Regions from separate parts of the Bicyclus anynana genome. Here region 1 is linked to region 2. Evidence: chromatin contacts called from public Hi-C data. All regions are on one chromosome and are shown on one strand. Each heading gives the region's core, a stretch centred on a gene start, on an enhancer-like site or on the middle of the called end of the contact. The rest is flanking DNA. Distances are from core to core; before and after follow the strand shown.

Evidence for each region. Hi-C and Micro-C count contacts between places; a contact is called where the count stands out from the background.
Region 1: a Hi-C map of whole larva shows a contact between it and region 2, with 3 times the contacts expected there. The contact joins the promoter of LOC112054731 here to the enhancer-like site in region 2. A contact is called at or near these places in 2 of 2 Hi-C or Micro-C datasets (whole body and whole larva).

Annotation. Positions count from the first base shown.
Region 1 is chr5:7,861,785-7,864,487 of ilBicAnyn1.1, reverse strand. It overlaps LOC112054731 (transmembrane protein 132E), which reads left to right and starts at 1,372. Exons shown (of 21, transcript XM_052881784.1): 1 at 1,372-1,817. The coding sequence starts at 1,787.
Region 2 is chr5:7,798,570-7,801,304 of ilBicAnyn1.1, reverse strand. All of the region lies in intron 1 of LOC112054731 (transmembrane protein 132E), which reads left to right. Among protein-coding and RNA genes, the nearest start is that of LOC112054731, 63 kb to the left of the region's middle. Within about 2 kb of position 1,469, at least 4 of the 8 cell types and tissues checked have open chromatin away from gene starts, as enhancers often do.

The DNA.
Region 1 (2,703 bases), core at 123-2,622, 63 kb before region 2:
AAATTAATATTTACATACATTTTCATATTTATTATTAAAAAAAAGTTACCACGAATTTATCTCTACCTATGAAACGTAAACTAATCCTACGTTATTTGTCTTACGACCAATATTCCCGTATCCTTCCAATTTGACGGCCTCCGTGGCGCAGTGGTATGCGCGGTGGATTTACTTAACGGAGGTTCGATTGAGGTTTTCTTAGTTGGTCCAGTTCTGGCAGGTGGGAGGCTTGGCCGTGGCTCGTTACTACCCTACCGACAAAGACGTACCGCCAAGCGATTTAGCCTTCCGGTACGATGTCGTGTAGAAACCAAAAGGGGTGTGGATTTTCATCCTAACAAGTTACAAGTTAGCCCGCTTCTATCTTAGATTGCATCATCACTTACCATCAGGTGAGATGTGAGATTGTAGGGCTAACTTGTATAATAAAAAAAAAGTTGAAAATACTGTGCTAGGCATAGATAGGGTAGATACGCCAATGTACCTAACATTGGCGTAGCGTGCCTTGGGCCTTATAGCAACATTAATTATGGCCCAAATGAAGGGTAAAGATTTCTCGCAAAAGAAATAAAAATGCTCGCTTAAAATAAATACCTATGACAGTTACTTAACCCTGTTTCCAAATTAGGGGCGCACTCTTAACCAGGGAAAAATTAGATTAGATTTACTTTACTTTACTTTTACTATACTTTTGTCATTTCTGAAGTGAAAACTCCACAGTTTTTTCCCGAGGAGCACCAGATTAAGTGAGATTGTGTGGATTACATTTTACTAATTTTTAATTTCACATGTAAAGAGACTCTAGAGCACCGTATCATTGATACGGCGGTAGCTATGCCCCTTGGGTATGACCATGTTAGCTTTAACCTTTCCTGTTCTGTGGGTACGACAATTAGTCCAGCGGGTGGGGTTCGAACATATAACCTCTCGTCATTGAGTCTGTTTCCATTAGCGCGGAGGTGTTCTGGCATGGCTTAAGCTTATTGTTATGTAGGTAGATTGTAAAAAAAAATATTATTAAAATCTTCAGAAATTAAAATACTTGCAGTAAATTGTCTAAGTTGTACTTTACTATAACCCTTTTTTAACAAATACTGATTACAGAAAAATATCACTTCAAGCAAGAGAAAAAGAAAATTTCGACAACTGAAAAGAAAAATGGGAAATCTTCAGACGCCTGTAAATTCTACACGTGGCGTCTCTAGAACGGAGGGAGGAATTAGGGGAATCTTCAAAGGAGAATTCGTAGTGCCTAGTTAAGGATGTTCGATGTGGGAAGGAGGCGTCGTCGGTCAATACTGGTGGTGGTGCGGTGAGGTGCGGCGCAGGCGTACCCCGCCCCCGCGCGCGCGCCCCGCTCCCCGCAGCCGGCCCACTCACGCAACTCGCGAGTCGACCGCCGAGCGCTACGATCGCGTGCGAAGCTCTCCGCTCGAGCCATGTGTAATGTTTTCATCGCAGTGCATATCTGTCAACCAGCTTTCGGACGCGATGTTTTAAATCATGAATGAATAACTTCCCCATTTGTTGTCGGCACGCGATTTTGCTGCCATTTCAAACGGCTCGAAAGGCCAGCTTTCGCCGGGTGTCCAGTTTTTCTCGCGAGCTTGTGCCGTTGACACTGCAGCGTGCGGGACCCGCAGTGCAAGTGTGTGGTTGATTAGCGAACGTAAAGACGTCAGCTGAGTCGCGTAAACATTGGCTTGACCGGGTTTGTCTGATGAAATGGCTGTACCGTCTTCGTAAATTGCCTGACGCGTGAGAGACACGTAAATAGGATTCCAAGATGCGGCGCCTGGTTCTGCTCCTGCTGACAGGTAAGGAAAAGAAACTTTATTAAGCTTTTTTATTATGCTTTTGCTCTATGTATTTAGTTAGTATGATAGGTTAGGTTAAAGGGCATGAGCCAAAGTAAAGTTCGTGAGACTCGATTGATAAGACTGCGAGCTTTCACGTTTTCTACAGAGTGGCCCCAAAAGTTTCATACTTACGTAGGTTGTATGTAGTTAGTAGTTAAGTACTAGGTATTATTTAAGTACTTAAATATACAGATTTTTATTATTTGCTATTTAATAATTATTATTATTTAGAAAAAAAATATTTAATATTTACATATATTACATTAGGTACCTACTTACATACTTGGTATATAGGTACGTCTCTCTTTTTATGCGGATTTTGATGAATGGGTAATTAAATTAAAATGTGTTTCTATAAAATTTATAGATTACCTACCTACCTTCATATAAAGATTTCTACAAAAGAAATATATCTTCCTATGCCTACCTACCTATATTTAAAAGAGCAGTAATTTAAGGAGGAATTGTTTCAAGGAGTTTGTTTTGTAAGGAGGAATTCATGAAGTTATTTGAGTTGTTAATTAATAACCTACTTATTTTAGTAATTAGGGATTATTTATTATTATTTTCTGAAAAGCTCATTTTCATGGGAAGAAATTGGAGGGTAGGAAGGTTCCGGAGAAATGATAGAGCGATTTTATGCGTGTCTGTAATGTACGGTGCGTGCCCAAATTACTGAGTCCTGTCCTGACAATGTTTTAGAGCCTGCAATAGCCACATATGCCTCATTTAACGAAGGCTGAAACTTTGTCAGCCTATGCTACTACTGTTGGTAAGTGAGGCAGCCAATTAAGGAGTTATGACTGTGGTGGCTTTGGAAGGTAGTAGGTTTTAAGGGTCCATA
Region 2 (2,735 bases), core at 220-2,719:
GTGCAGGCATGGTTTGTTTAAAGTTTGAACGTTGCAATGTTTGGGAACCGCCTGGGGTATTCATAATTCTTACTTGTTTATTTGTTTTAATTATAATTTACACTACCGCGTCTCGCGATGAAGGAATAAGTTCGAGCCTGAATGCGTTACTGTTGCATGAATTATTACTGTTTCAGAAACATAATAAATAATAGTAAAAGGCATTTCCTTCTGTTATTAGCTAGCGCTATATTATAAGTGATACTTTGATGCGTGCTTGCATGTAGATAGCAACATGTTCCACGAAATTATTTACATAAAATTTGACTATCATATATCAACTATCTTATATAAAAAAGTTTAGTAACATCAAATTATGTCGTGATTGCCCAAGATTGTTTCGTTGCTCACAATCGACTGTAGAGGACGCTGCTACCCAAGCTACCCAGCACGGTGTCAACACAAACCCCAGAATACTAAGCACGCGTATTGCGGAATGATCGCGCCTTCTGTACTCGTGCTATGATAAACATCCTGGCATGCATCAAGAAGGCCGCGTGGCGCGGTGGGTAGCAGCGGTGAGGGGTCCACACAGCCCGATTCCCTCAGGGTTACCTTTTAAAAATCTATGCAATACATACATATTTATTTTTGTAATGAAAATACATATACGAGTATGTATGGATATTGGATGTATGAAAAATCAGAGTTTGTACCAAGCGGTATGAATTTCCTTTACTTTGGGACTGCTTGCCTTCGTCAAATTTATTGTGGTAATCGGCTGTGTGTCGTGTCGTCGTTATTTCTGTGATGGGAGCCCATGTTCTAAGTGTACATTATATATTATAAATACATATTTTATATGTAGTATATAAATGTATATTAATGTAATTTGTTTTAATTGTGAAATTCCTTTTTTTCAGGTACGTAATCATCTACGGAAACCCATTTTTGATATTCAAACCGTTGTAAAGGTACAGGTGATTACTTTTTACAATAAATATTTAACCAAGTAGCTATAGTATAATATATATTTGAACGAGCAAGCGTTTAAGTTTTTATAAATTGATCTAATATATGACAACTGACAACGCAATGATATGGTACCATGAGGTTTGTTGATAGTTTCGGAAGGAGGCTAAATAAGCTCCTAAAATAAACAAAAAAGAAAACCTAGACAAGCCCAAGCTTGACTTGCAAATGAGCCCACACTCATTCGTAGGCACTACTACATGTTAAGAGTTTCAAAACAAGGTGTGTTTTTAAAATATATATATTTTTTTTAAATTATATTCGCTAACGAAAAGGACGTTTTCGAGTTATCTTAACAAACGAGTAGCTCTTGAACGCGCTGCGTCACGGCTGTTGCCTCGGAAGACTTTTTACGACCGCGAGCAAAATTTTATGCCCGTTGAGTGCCTTACATAGTACCACGTCATTTCAGTTCGCTGAACGTGAAGGTTCGCTGTTTTTATGCGTCCCATACAGTTCCTCTCCTCGTTTACAAGGCGGAGGCCTAGTGTGGATTTTATATCGACTTGCCTTTTGGACTGCGATAGCCAGACCTACCCACCTAAGATACCTTATTTTATGTAGGCTTATCAGCCTGTAATATCATATTGACGGCCTTCGTGGCGCAGTGGATTTATAAGCCGGATGTCCTGGGTTCGATTGAGGTTTTCTCTCAATTGGTCCAGATCTGGCTTGTGGGAGGCTTCGGTCGTGGCTAGTTACCGCCCTACCGAAAAAGACGTACTGCCAAGCGATTTAGCCTTCCGGTACGATATCGTGTAAAGGGGGTGTGGATTTTCATCCTCCTAACAAGTTAGCGTTCATCTAAGACAGCATCATCACTTACCATCAGGAGAGATTGTAGTCAGGGACTGACTTGTAAAGGACTAAAAAAAATGCCTCGAACATAAGTTAGTGCGATAGCTCATAGACGAGTTTGGACTGTGGTGGCCTTAGAAGGTAGCAAATTTCAAAGGCTTCAATCATTAATTAAAGTATAATTGTTTATATTTTCCTGGCCATAATATGAGAAATCATGTCCCCAATCGCCAGCTACTTCATGGCAACCTTTCAAATAACACCCTCAAAATATCAAACTTAAACAGTCTGTATTAAAGGGTTGTCGACTGGAGTCATGATTCCTTATGATATACGGTAGAAAATATCAAAACATTATATTTTATAATTGGGCAGTTGATGATCTTTGATCCTTGATACCTTTCAAAGCCATCCATAGTATTTCTACTATTAGATATTATGTTACGTGCCTTGAACATCGCCGCAAAAAGTAATCCGAATTTAGTACTTCACTTAGCGCACACAGGCACAATTTTATGTTTATTTATAATATAATTATATTTAATATACTCTTTACACTTCTTGAACACACAGCTCGACAATGTAGACAATATTTATTAGGTACTACTTGTTGAAGACAATTAGCCACTTTGTCTGCCTCAGTTTCGACGAGGAAAAAAGAGGAATGTCTGACTATCACAGGCTTTCATTCTATTTTGCTCGGCTCCTTGTCGCGCCCACACATCATTTTCCAGTCATAACATCTTGGTACGCAACGTGCAAACCGTGCGGCATTAACATTTTTGGATTTTTTGTTTGCTTTTATAATGTAAACAAGTTTACACTTTACTGGCTCATGCCGAAGTTAAGCTGTAACTTCTGTAAATAACACAAAGTGGAATTACATTATGGTTGTAGTTTTGGAAAATTACTTATGTTACTCATAG